Linked DNA regions of Zea mays: all the other regions are linked to region 3. A link is a contact called in public Hi-C data. All regions are on one chromosome and are shown on one strand. The core of a region is the stretch at or near the end of the contact, and the rest is flanking DNA. Distances in the headings are between cores, read along the strand shown. Region 1 overlaps LOC100502213. Region 2 holds the start of LOC103639593 (VAN3-binding protein). Region 3 holds the start of LOC100275316.

What was found. A called contact is a pair of places that touch in the nucleus more often than the background predicts.
Region 1: a Hi-C map of leaf shows a contact between it and region 3, with 7 times the contacts expected there. The contact joins the enhancer-like site here to the promoter of LOC100275316 in region 3. A contact is called at or near these places in 7 of 25 Hi-C or Micro-C datasets (bundle sheath, ear, endosperm and 2 more).
Region 2: a contact with region 3 is called in a Hi-C map of ear, with 2.4 times the contacts expected there. The contact joins the promoter of LOC103639593 here to the promoter of LOC100275316 in region 3. A contact is called at or near these places in 5 of 25 Hi-C or Micro-C datasets (ear, endosperm, leaf and 1 more).

Annotation. Positions count from the first base shown.
Region 1 is chr1:153,871,221-153,875,522 of Zm-B73-REFERENCE-NAM-5.0, reverse strand. It overlaps LOC100502213, which reads right to left. Exons shown (of 9, transcript NM_001363234.1): 9 at 3,534-4,302. The coding sequence ends at 4,024. Among protein-coding and RNA genes, the nearest start is that of LOC100502213, 9.9 kb to the right of the region's middle. Within about 2 kb of position 2,937, at least 8 of the 20 cell types and tissues checked have an H3K27ac peak or open chromatin away from gene starts, as enhancers often do. A contact at or near this core is called in leaf and tassel, where this site is marked.
Region 2 is chr1:153,456,439-153,460,786 of Zm-B73-REFERENCE-NAM-5.0, reverse strand. LOC103639593 (VAN3-binding protein) reads right to left here and starts at 1,794. Exons shown (of 7, transcript XM_008662325.4): 1 at 1,386-1,794; 2 at 750-860. The coding sequence starts at 1,685.
Region 3 is chr1:153,704,610-153,708,487 of Zm-B73-REFERENCE-NAM-5.0, reverse strand. It overlaps LOC100275316, which reads right to left and starts at 2,539. Exons shown (of 4, transcript NM_001149422.2): 1 at 2,266-2,539; 2 at 1,813-1,865; 3 at 1,286-1,386. The coding sequence starts at 2,338.

The DNA of each region.
Region 1 (4,302 bases), core at 1,688-4,187, 170 kb before region 3:
GTCTTCCAAGTGTGACATATGAACAGGTACCTTCAGACTCAGGTTAAAAGCATATACAATGTGAAGAGCATGGTCGTAACGAAGGCTGGTGTTGCTCCAAAGCTACGCGCAAGGGAGCTTTGGCTCAATGGCGGAAAAAGGAACCGACTTAAAGGGGAAAAGGCTATCTAGTCCCCATTGGGTTGTCTATAAGTCAATAGTAAATATGAAGGGCATGAATGTAATTTCACACAGGCTGCGTCATGTGCCTATAAATAGATGAACAGTATCCTCGTACTGTTCACGGTGATTTGTACTTACTTGTGCGTCACACTTGTACTTTCACCTTCTATCAAGCCGAAGGTACAAATGTAATTCAATATTGTTTCTGTTTTTCCATGATAATATAATGAAGATGAGTTAATAATGTTATGTGATAGTTCATGTTGTTTCTTATATTTCATATGCTTCTTCTTTTATTAATATATACTACGATGATGAAGGTATGTCCTTCATGACCTTCGTCTAAAGATCATTATATCCTAAGGGAAATAATGCTTCCAAGGACGAAGGGTATTAACCTTTAACATTTTGTGTTGCCTTGTTCTTAATTCATATCATTTGAGAACAAGTCCCCAACATTAGGCATTATCAGTTTAAATTAATCCAGAAGAACAGTGTGATATATGTGATGACATGTATGTGCATGTGTGTATCACTACTCGCATAAGCAGTAAACAAAAATGAAACATGCACAAAAACGTAAAATAGAAAGTACCTTGCGGAGGGACCGATGCTCAAAGCGTTAGTGGCTCCATTCACACGAGACATCTCGTGTGTATGTTCGATATAGTCGTACACAATCCATGCAGGAAGATGTATGTCGTGCAGTCCCTCGAACGGTCGCTAGAAGATGAACAGCAGAAGTAGACGAAGCGCTACAGGTCGAATGGATGAAGCGAGCAGTCACGAGTACGCTCCCCAAAAACCTGATCGCCTGCACACCCATGCAAGTGTACCTCTACGGACGACGATTTTGGAGGTCTGCTCTCCCAATCTCCCTATGCTTGTAGAAAGTGGGACGAGGACGTGTTGTTTGCAATACGTGTGAGAGATCGCGCATGTAACAGGAAGAGCATCCTCCTCCTCAATTCTTATACACAGTCAGAAGGAGGGGAGATGGACAACAGACAGTAACGGTCGCGCCATTAGAACTAGAAACAGATGAGTAGCTGACGTCTATTACTAGCTATAAGACAGGAAACGGACAGTCATCATGATGGTCATCACTCCAGACAAAATGTTCAAACGTTTGAAAGGAATATTCGGACCAAGGTGCTATCTACCACAAACTACACCACTGCATGGCACGGCCCGACCGCCCGCGGCGGCGCGCACGCGTGTGTGGCAGTCCTTCATCGCTTTCTCAACTTCTCAATAGATGCAACAATGGTCCACATATTTAAGTTGATTGATTTATCCATTGAACTTCCAATATGGTGCTAAATTATTGGTACACTATAGCATTAAAGTGAGCCATTAGCATTGACTATTATTGAATATTAATTGTACCAAGCCCACATTAATCCAACATAAAAAAAACATGATCTAGACATCCCATCAAAATAATATAATATAAATAGATCAAAATAAAATATTAAAACATAGTAAAATGCACGATAACAATTATAATTCACAAAATTTCAGCACATAATCTGAGTAAAGATCAACACAATATTTCAATTATAGTAACACAATATTTGAGCACATAACAGTTATAATTCATGAAATATTGTGTTGACATTTACATTGTGAATTATAATTGTTATTGTGCATTTTACTATGTGTCAATATTTTATTTTTTAAACTAGTTATTTTATATTATTTTGTTGAGATGTCTAGATTATGTTTTTTACTGTGTTCCTTTGCACGAGCGCGCGGCTAGGTTTGTATAGTAAGGGGCAAATTAGTCAAATCATGTGAAATTATTGTTAGAACTATCACGGTATTATTTAAATAGAGGTGATTTATGAGTGGTGTATCTTGGACCTATATTTGTAGTAGTGGTGTTGTTTAGACCCACATTTTTAACAGTGGTATAGATCAAATTCTCCATCACGTAGTAATATGGTGTGACGGGTGCGGTACCGTGGTGTTTGCTCCACTTGTACTCTTCGGTCGGCTCTAGCGGGCAGGCGTAAGATACCTTGGGTACTTATTACTCTTTGATTAGGACGTATTTGCATGGTCCTTAAATCAAAACTTTGATCATTTATATCTTTTAAAATATATCATCAATAAGTATAAAAATATAATCATTTTAAAATACTTTATATATGAATCCAAATATATATACCATACGCAAACTAAAAATATTTTTTAGCTGTATATTAGTTAAAGATTTGAAAGGTTAGCTTTAATCAATGGGACAAATGGGACAAAGGGAGTGATACTTAGTACATATGCTATTAATTATATATACACACACGATGTATATTTAAGAGCAACTGTAAGAGCATAGCTAAATCAATTAGTACCAATAAAAATAGAAAAACGACGGTAAAAATGTGATCCAACGAACTCTCCTTACTCGCTTCTCTATCACGTCGAGGGCGCTAGACATCTTTGTCGAGCTCGCTTGGCTCGCAATCTCCTTCCTCGCGTACATGTGCTCCACTTCTCACGTCTATTTCTCTTCCCCCGCCCGCGTGCCTGTGCCCGTTTTGAGCCTGTGTCGCTCCCTACCATGTCGTTCTCTGCCTGGGCGTCACACGGCAGCAGCGTTCAGTGCGCCATGTCGCGGCGGTGGCGGCCTCCAGTTTCAGGTCGCGGCGACGGCGGCGGATAGTCCTCAGTTCACGGCGCCAACGAGGATACGGAGAACTGGAGAAGGGCCACGTCAACCAGCCTGTTGTTTGTCTCGGAGAGGGAGAACAGGCTGGACACACTGTATTGGCCGTGCGTTTCAACATTTAGGTGAAGCCGTTGTTTTCTGGCCAACATCTACAAAGCCAAATTGTTCGGCAGTGGCTCGCGGCGGCTGGTTGTGAGTTGATTTAAATACAAATAGAAAAGATTTACACAGTTGAGTTGATTTAAATATAAATAGAAAAGATTTACAGAGTTAGTTTATTGGTTTACCCTGTTTATGAAGTTGTTTATTTTTGTCCTCATGTAACTTTAAATTTAGCTAGGATTATATCTAGGCTTTTGGAGTACTATATATATTTAGGGGTATTTGAAAACTAAGTATTTTTAGAGTTTCAAGGTAAACCATGGTACTAGAGAATACCATAGTGATTTTTATTAAGAAATGTTTGGCTACGTTGTAAAAAAAACTAAAACTCTGCCTTGTGCCCTTATGTACCATGGTTTTGTAGATACCATAATATTTTTAGAGTATTTAAAACTCCACTCCAACCCAAAGTTTGTCTATAACTAGTCTTGTACACGTATACTAAATATTATAGTTTGAGATACTTTATCTCCAAACATATGTTGCTAAGAGCAATGTAAAAAATACAAAGATTATATCATGACAACTTAAAATCATAGTATTCCAAAACCTGATTTTAAAATACTTTACTTCCAAACATGCCGTCGACCAAATCAGATTCGAAGACAGCACAAAAATATAATAACCGAAACTGCAAGAGTGAACTCAAAAAAATCTCATCTCATTTCTCCATCCATTCATCATCATGATTATAATACATTGACGACAGAGAAAACCAAGAGAACGGAAAATGGAAACATAACGGACTCCAAAATCAGTCTCTAGCCCGTCTAGTCCAAAAGTATGGTATATGCCCCAGTGCCCGTATGCCTGTATCCTTCACCACTGCTTACTAACCATATCACTCCATCAGAAACACATGCTGTAAGATACCGACGACTATGTCCCACTAAACCTGCACCTAAAGAACAAAAATGATCTCACACCACCATGATCACCGATATATCTACACGCCATCTCCAGTTAACACAACACTACCAACATCTCCGACTGGCAAAACATCATGCAGCTTGGATCCAAGGGACACACTATGTTGGTGTCAGATTCAGCTCGATGCCACGCTGCCTCGCACTCTCCAGGATGCTCTCAGTGTTGCTCCCACTGGCTTTGCAGTAATTCAGATGGGCGTGCCACAGCTTGAAGGAGAAGGGATAGACCGATGCCGCCTGCTGATAGAACCTCTTCAAAATCTCTGTGGCATGCAGTTTCTCCAGGAGGCCTGCACCTTCTAGCCATACTGATTCCGGTGCGACAGGTACAGCTCGAAAGATGGCATTGATCAGAACAGAGCTTGCCCAGAACCTGGT
Region 2 (4,348 bases), core at 545-3,044, 250 kb after region 3:
AGAAATTACTCCACAATGACTTATTTGATAAAACTTGATTAAAAAATTATAGGGCACTTTTTTAAGTGCATTAAATATACTTCACCATAGTGCGCTGCCCTATAGTTTAGATTTGAAGCTTTATCGTTGGAGAGTAGAATATTTTGTTGATTTTCTCAATCTATAAAATATATATTTATTTTAATATTATAGGACATTTATATAGTTGACGTGGCTGGATATGCTCTCTGAGTTTGCTAAGGGAGTCTATGCCATGCTAATGATCCTTCCTGAGTTTACTAACCCTGTCTTCGACTCAAGGACAAGGTTCTTGCACAAATGCACAGCCCAAGTAGCAAACAAACGAGTACTGCTACTACTATGTTTACTAAGGCAGGCAGGCAGGCTGACAGAGCATCAAACAGAGGGAGCAGCGGCCAGATGAGCAGCTCTTACGGACAGCGTGGTTGAGAAAGCCAGGAAGCAGCAGTCAGACAGACAGGTACAGGCATGCAGACTGATGTGCAGCATCGATCTCAGAAAAATTACTAAAACAAAAGAAAAGATGCAGGCATGCACCATATCTTCTAAGCCCAGCTGACCAGGCTAGAGCAGAGATTGGAGTACCAAATAAAAAGCGCACGGCAGTTAATTAATTAATTAATTAATTAATTAATTAATAATAAAATAAGCAGAATTTGTTCTGATTAAACTGAAAGAAACACGTCCATCCAGGTTCTAAACGTCCGAGAATGTTAGAAGAGGGAGACCTTGGTGTCGTCGATCTCCGGCGAGACGGGCGGGCTGTCGGAGAGCGACCCGCCGCAGTTGAGAGGCCCGCTGCTGTGGGAGAGCCGGCCGGAGGTCAGCGGCGCCACCTCCTGTGTCCAGCCAAGCCAAGCCAAGCAAGGAAATCAAATCAGTGAGCCTCAAACTCAGTGCCGCGGCCGTTGCTGGAACCAAAAAAAAAACAAAGATCGAGCGCGCGGCGCGCCACTGGAGGAGTAGGAGTGTAGGACATGAGTATCACACTTCACACGTTTGTCGGTTTTGTTTTTTTTTGGTGCAGGAGGAGAAAGGGAAAAACGGCGAGTTTTTTTTTTTTGTCTGGTTCTTGTTGTCCTCACCTGACTCTGACTCCTCTAGGAGTAGAGGCAGAGTCAGAGGCATCTGATGGTGGCATAGATTAGATTAGGTTAAACAGAGGCGGCGACGGCGGCGGCATAGCAATCGGCATGAAGAACAGACGGAGAAGACGGGAAATCGGCAGGAAAAAAATCTAAGGAGAAGCCTGGCTGACTCGGATTTGTTTTCTGTTTGTAAGAAAGACCGGATTTTTTTCTCCGTTTTTTATTATTATGAGAATGGATGAGGAAAAAAGTGGCGAAGGAGGCACACGCACGTACCACCGACGTCGGCGCCATGATCCGGTCCAAGACGAGCTGCGAGGTGGCGGCGGACGCGAAGGAGAAGGAGGACCCGGAGGCGGCGTCGAGCTCCCCGGCGACGTCCTCGGCGATGGCGGCCCCGGAGGCCAGCGCGGGCGCGAGCGCACGGGAGACGTCGTCGGCCGCGGACGACGACACGCTCCAGGAGCGGGACAGGAACTCCAGCGGGTCCCGCGGCGGCTCCGGCGGGCGGAGCGGGAGGTCCCCGTCGCCGCCGCCGCCCGGCCTCCTGGCCCTGGCGGCGCCCGCGTCGGTCATGGTGGGAGCCTGGACGGTTGCTTGCTCCGCGTGCGCGCGGTCGTGTCGCGCGTGGGGCTTACAGCGCGCGGGGGCTGTGGTGGCGAGTGGCGAGTGGCGAGGGGGAGCGGAGGTTGCTTTTGGGAAGCGGGGGGTGCGTTTTATAGTGAGAGTGTGAGACCGTGAGTGTGGTCTGTTGAGACTTGAGTGAGACCGCGAGTGGCGACTAGGCCAGCTTTACTTGTCCTTGTCTTGGCTTATTACACTTGAGTTGGGTGATGTCAGATGAACGAACGGGCGGATGATCCAAAAGTCCGGGTCGTTGATCAGCTTAGCGTCTCTCTGTTTTTAGGAAGTTTGTTGGGCTATTAATTAAAATAAAGGTGCTGGGAACGAAGGGAAGTCATTGTTGGTTGGGCTTTGTATTAGGATCAATGATCATTCTCTTATCCATGCTGATACAAGAATGGATGGTCGCGCTGGAGTATATGCATTACCCGTGTACAGGTGAAGGTAATATTAATTTAGATAATATATTAGGTATATATTTGTGCGTTGCAATAGATTGCAATAGAGGACGCATAGGTCATTGTTTAATGATGCTATCAAATATCAACTCAATAATCATAACAATTGTCAAAGTCTACCATTTCGAACAACCAAAATTTGGTTCAATGCCACTATTAAAATTCGACTCCTTTCCTACATCGCTCCAGACGATCCAACTCTAGGTTGGATGGTCCGTGATGGTGCAGGGTCGCCTTCCTCCTCACAGGAACTTAGATCTCGTCTACCGAAGAGAGAACTTTAGGTGCTCTAGGTCGATAGGTCACCCGAGACGTCCCTAAACGATGTAGAGTCGTCTAAGAATTAAAAAAATCAAGTCAAGGAAGAGATCTTGAGTGAAATGGCAAGATACTAGGATCATCTTGGGGTCGGCAGGCCACCCACGACGGATTTAGACGATGTAGAGTCAAATATGGGTGGAGGTGGATATGCGGAAAGCTACAACTAGAACACGCTACACCTACTCCTAGGGCATGTTTGTTAATGAAAGGTAGATAAAGTAAATTGGTTCGATTGAAATGTGTTTGGTAGTTCTCAATCGGTCGTACCCCTTTATATTTATAGTGGAGGAGGTCTAGACCTATTCTTAGGCTAGATCCAACAGATTCTCATGGATAGGTTAGGATAACCACACATGTGATAAGTACTCTCGCCCGTGCTAATCTGGTCGCGGGTGCACGGACCGTTCGAGCCATAGGGCACCAACCATCCGTGCCAGGTGCCAGATATGGTGCTCAACAATATATTATTGGTCAAAGTAAAAATAGTTTGACTTAGGACAAACTCAAAACGACTAAATTATGTGGATTGAGTTGCTATGAATTAACTTCTTCGACGCACTGGCCCACCACAACGACTGTCTCCTATCCTTGACTCATCACCTTGAATTGCTGACGACTGAAGTAAACCTTGAGTGGCCAAGTATTTGTTGCTCATGTATATTGAAGTAAACCTTGAATGATTGTGTGTTTGTTCTTGTTGTATGTTGAAGTAAATCTTGAATAATGGATGAATTAAACCTTTAATGTTTGAAGTAATAAACTGAATATTTGTTCGCGTTGTACTTTGAACTAAACCTTGAACGACCCAAGAATCTTGAATGTATGAATATTTGTTCATGTTGTACTCTGAAGTAAAACTCGAATACTCAACTAAACCTTGAATGGTTGAATATTTAGTTTTGCTTGTTACGGGCAGATCAGCCCCATTAATCATGTGTGGCTGGTGTCTGGTGCAGTTAGAGGTGACAATGTGCTCTAAATTTTACACTATAACATTTAAATATCAAATCGGATTAGGATTGGTTCCTATTTCTATTCAATTTTAAACTAAAATTTATTTTGGGCCTAACCATTTTATGAAAAGCATTTGGATGGCCCCTAGGTGCAGGGATGGACTAGTTTGATTGGATATTTTAGTATATGGCATGCACGCGGGTGACGACGGTTGCCAATGATGGCGCGCGCATGACGGACGACGGACAGAGGAACATTAGTTATGAGCCGTCATCCCCAATGACGATGACAATGTCCGGTAATTAGGTCTTGTTTGGCTTGGGGTGACTAAAGTTTAGTAACTAAAGTTTAGTTATTTTTATGCCCCGTTTGGTTTGGTGTGACTAAAGTTTAGTTACTTTTAGTCTCTAAAGAAGCAAATATAGTGACTAAAGTGGGGTGACTAAACTTTAGTTCTTTAGTCACTAAGGGAGTGACTAAAAGAGACTAAGTAGTATTTTTACCTTATTTGTCCTCTCCACTTTCTTCTTATAACAAACATCCATGAATTAATAGAGGTAAACTAGTCATTATTCATAGCAATTAATGTTCTTTTGTCCGGTTTAGTCACTGGAACCAAACAAAGTACTTTAGCGACTAAACTTTAGTCACTAAAATTTAGTCTAGTGACTAAGGGAACTAAATATTGCCTTAGTCTCTAAAGAAATAAATATGATGACTAAAATGGAGTGACTAAAAGAGACTAAAGTAGTATTTTTTTACCTTATTTACTCTCTACACTTTCTTCTTATAACAAATATCCATTAATTAATATGTGTAAAACAGTCATTATTTACAGCAATTAATGCTCTTTAATCCGATTTAGTCACTGGAACCAAACTA
Region 3 (3,878 bases), core at 1,290-3,789:
CCCATTACACAGGGGTATAACAGTCATTACACAGGGAATAACACAAACCCTAGACGGGTAGTCTAACAATGGTAATTAGTCTTTTATCATTATTCCTTATATATGTAAATAAAAACACCAACAAATGATAAAAGAACTACAAACAGTTGTGTATTCCTTTGTTTTACTCCCTCTGTTCCAAATTATAACACATTTTGGCTTTTCTAGATGCATAACTTTTGCTATGCACTTAGATATACATTCTGTCTAGATACATAGTTAAAGCAATGTATTAGGAAAGCTAAAATGTCTTATAATTTGGAAGAGGAGAAGGTCAGAGTTGCCCATGACATTGTACTACACTGTATGCATGCACAATAAGCTTTTTTTTCTCTAACATGCAGGAGGCCTGCATATCATTTCATTAATAGAAAGGATAGAAAATATAATTACAAGAGAAAAAAGGACCCCCCAGACTTCCAATAAGATTTGGAAACAAAACACTCCTGCAAACTCACATAGCAAGACAGTACATTCTTACAAAATAGTTATGCATACACAAATTCTCAGTTTGGCACATGATAGTACGGTATTAAATGAACATAGTGACAAGATCAACAGAATGTACATCACAAATTTAATCTTGATGTTATGCTATAGCCTCACATACAAAAAAGTGAATTTTCCGCTTCCAATGTAACAACTTGCAAGTGCAATCACTTGATGCAGTCACAAATGTTATGATGGAAGAACCCAACTCTGAATGACTATTCAATTTGAATGAACGTATTATGGCTTATGAGTTTCAAATATGTTGCAGAATTCAGCTTTTTGTTATTATTAGTTTCTATCAATATAAGCACCAATGAAGGATAAAGAACTACAATCAGTTGTGTATTCCTGTACTTTAGGCGACACATGATATTGTAATATAATGTATGCCTGTGCAATAACCTCCTATTGATGATGCATGCACAGCTAGACCAGTTATTATGATTACAGCTGCTAAAGCAACGGTACAAAGTTTCACTTTCTGTAACTTGGTTTCCTAGTTCCTTGTTCCAGGACTTCACCAATCCCAATTTAGAAAGGGAACTAGTTTTGACTTTTTAAGATTGAACAAAAATGAGATTCAACCTCGAAGGAACTAGGAGGTTTTTCATTAAGAGAAATAAGCAGCTAAATTCAAGCCGAGAGAAGACTTGTGTGGATGGGTGCAAGACCACACATCCCACCTAACCAGTTGGCTCATTCCTGGCTTTCTAACTATCACCTACAAAAATTACAGAGAACAGGATAGACTCACCTATTCTCCTCAGAATGTGGGAGCACTGAGAGAAATTTCGCTGGAACAGCAAGACCTGCCCACATGCACAAAGCCAACCCTAGGAGCAACTCCATCATCACCTACACGATTAGAAGTATACCATAAGGGAAGCAAACACTCCCATGTTTGGTTGATAAAAGCAAAACAGCAAACTAAAACAAAATGGTTTGCACAAAAGACAGTACAGAAGGATATGTAGCACATACATGATACATAAGCACCTCACAACCTCATACATATCAGAATGCCACATGTTCTGTTTTAGTTACACAGCATAATTGTTTGGACATACTGTAGCTAACGACAAGCTTCTCAATCACATAACTGCATAATTCATGGTTCACACTTACGCTACAGTATCAAAACTCAACCTTCTAAAAAGTTACCAGCCCGAGCTGCCTAGGTAGCTAGAGATAGAATTCTATACACACAAATATTCCAGTATATTGCAAATAGGGAAACTAGAATAAAAAGATTCCCTGTGTAACTGTGTTGAGAATACATACATCCATGGGCGGCCGCGAGAACTCCTCCTCCGTGATCTTGAGCACCGCCCGGTCTGTAATAACACATAAAACATCAATCCGTCAAAACTAGCCAGCCAACAGCAGCATCTAGTTCGAGCAAATTGTCCAGGAATCTCGCCGGCGCTGAAACGCAGATCAATCCTACTGGTGCACTGCTGAGCCAACCACACAGCTCTCGCCGGGTGCGAGAGCACCAGGAACACAGAAGCTCGTGAACTAGATCTAAACCCCGCCCCAATTCACTAAGGCCTCAACGACGCGCTCGATCTGAGAGCGCTGCGGGTGCCAAAGAAGTGAAGAACCGAGAGTCCACCACTGACCGCAATCCAGAATCAGATGGAAAATCAAAGGTGCCTTAGGAAAACGGAGATCCACGGCAAATTTTGGTGGGAGCGCGGCGAGGGGATGGGATGGGAGAAGGATGGAGCGTACACTGGATGGTGGCGTAGGCGGCGTGGGCGAGGATGGCGCCGCCGAGAACGCCCACTACGTAGCCGATCCCCATGGCGACCGCCGACTAGGCTAGCGAGTAGCGAGCGAGGTTGGCTGCTTCTTCCCCCTGTTCGCCGCGCCTGAACTCCTGATGCTCCGTGTAGGCGCGAGCGCGGACCGGCGGTGGGCGCGGCAGGCAAGCACGGCCTGGGGCGCCGGAGGCGAGAGGCACGCGAGGAGAGGGCTAGGCGCGGGCGGTGGACGCGAGACGAGAGGAGGTGCGGGGAAGAAAGATGGACCCAAGTTCATGGTTAAAAAGGTAGGGGTAGAAAAGACTTTTCCCCAAAGCCCCACCAAGCTAGGCCGATGACCTCAACTCAAGTGTGGCAACCGATAAACGTAAAAAAATTCTACTATCTATAAGGTCGCAGATATAAAATCTTATATATATCCGTACCAATATAAATAATTTTACCTGTCAGATTATTCATAACTATTTAAAAGCCTAAAATACTAAAGTGTCAATCAAAAAAAAGTCAAACAAACATGTAAAAAATAAGTTCAACTTAAAATACAATAAACCATTTGGTTACTGTTGATGATCTTCTTCTCCGCCGAAGGTCTTCAAGACGAAGACATCGTTTGTAATCGATGTTGGGGGGTCTTCTTCTCGCCGAAAGCTCTTAAGACGAAGGCTTTGCCTGAAAATGACGACGATGAATACCGAAGCTATAGCCGAAGAGCAACAACTTCGGCTTAAAGTGGCGACGAAGATCAAACATGATGCCTAACCGAAGAGGAAAAGACTAGTTAGTCCCTAATGATTTATGTCACAATTATGAGTACATGTTAAGGTCACAAATGTATTTTTACTCGGGATGTGTCCCGTGTCCATAAATAGGTGAACAATATCCCTTCACGCTGGATTATAATTGCTCTCGCGTCAACGCCTTCAAACAAGCCGAAGGTATCCATGTAATATTAATTATGTTAATGTTCATGTGTATATCATGAAATGTATATATGAATGAATTAATTTTATATAGTGTCTCTATGAATTTCTATTCTCACAAATCATGAGGGTGTATCCTTCATGACCTTCGTCCGAAGATCATTATATCCGAAAGGAGATAATACTTTAAAGGACGAAGGTCCTTAATCTTTAACTATTGTGTTGCCTTGTTCTTTAATCGCAACATTTGAGAACAAGTGATCAACATTGGCGCCCACCTCAGGTGAACTCAAACGACCACGTTCGGCAACAGCTCGAGCAACCACCTTCGTCATGCTACCGAAGAAGGCAATAGCGCCAGGGGCTGCCCTCGCACCGCTGGACATCAACCAAGAAGGGCTCCCTCTGAGAGAAGCCCGAAACCAGAAAAGAAGGCCATCAGCCCAACACCATAAGAAGATGAGCTAGACCAAGAGATCAGAGACCTAGAGGCCATCCACCAACAAGTGGAGAGAAAGAGAGAGAAAATGCTTCAGCTAGCTGAACTTCAGAAGAAGATTGATGAAGCTGCCGAAGAGATGCGCCATATCACGCAAGACGAGCAAGGACGAAGGCCACAACAGAGAGAGCTTTGTTAAGAAAGCCCAAGCTATGATGATGT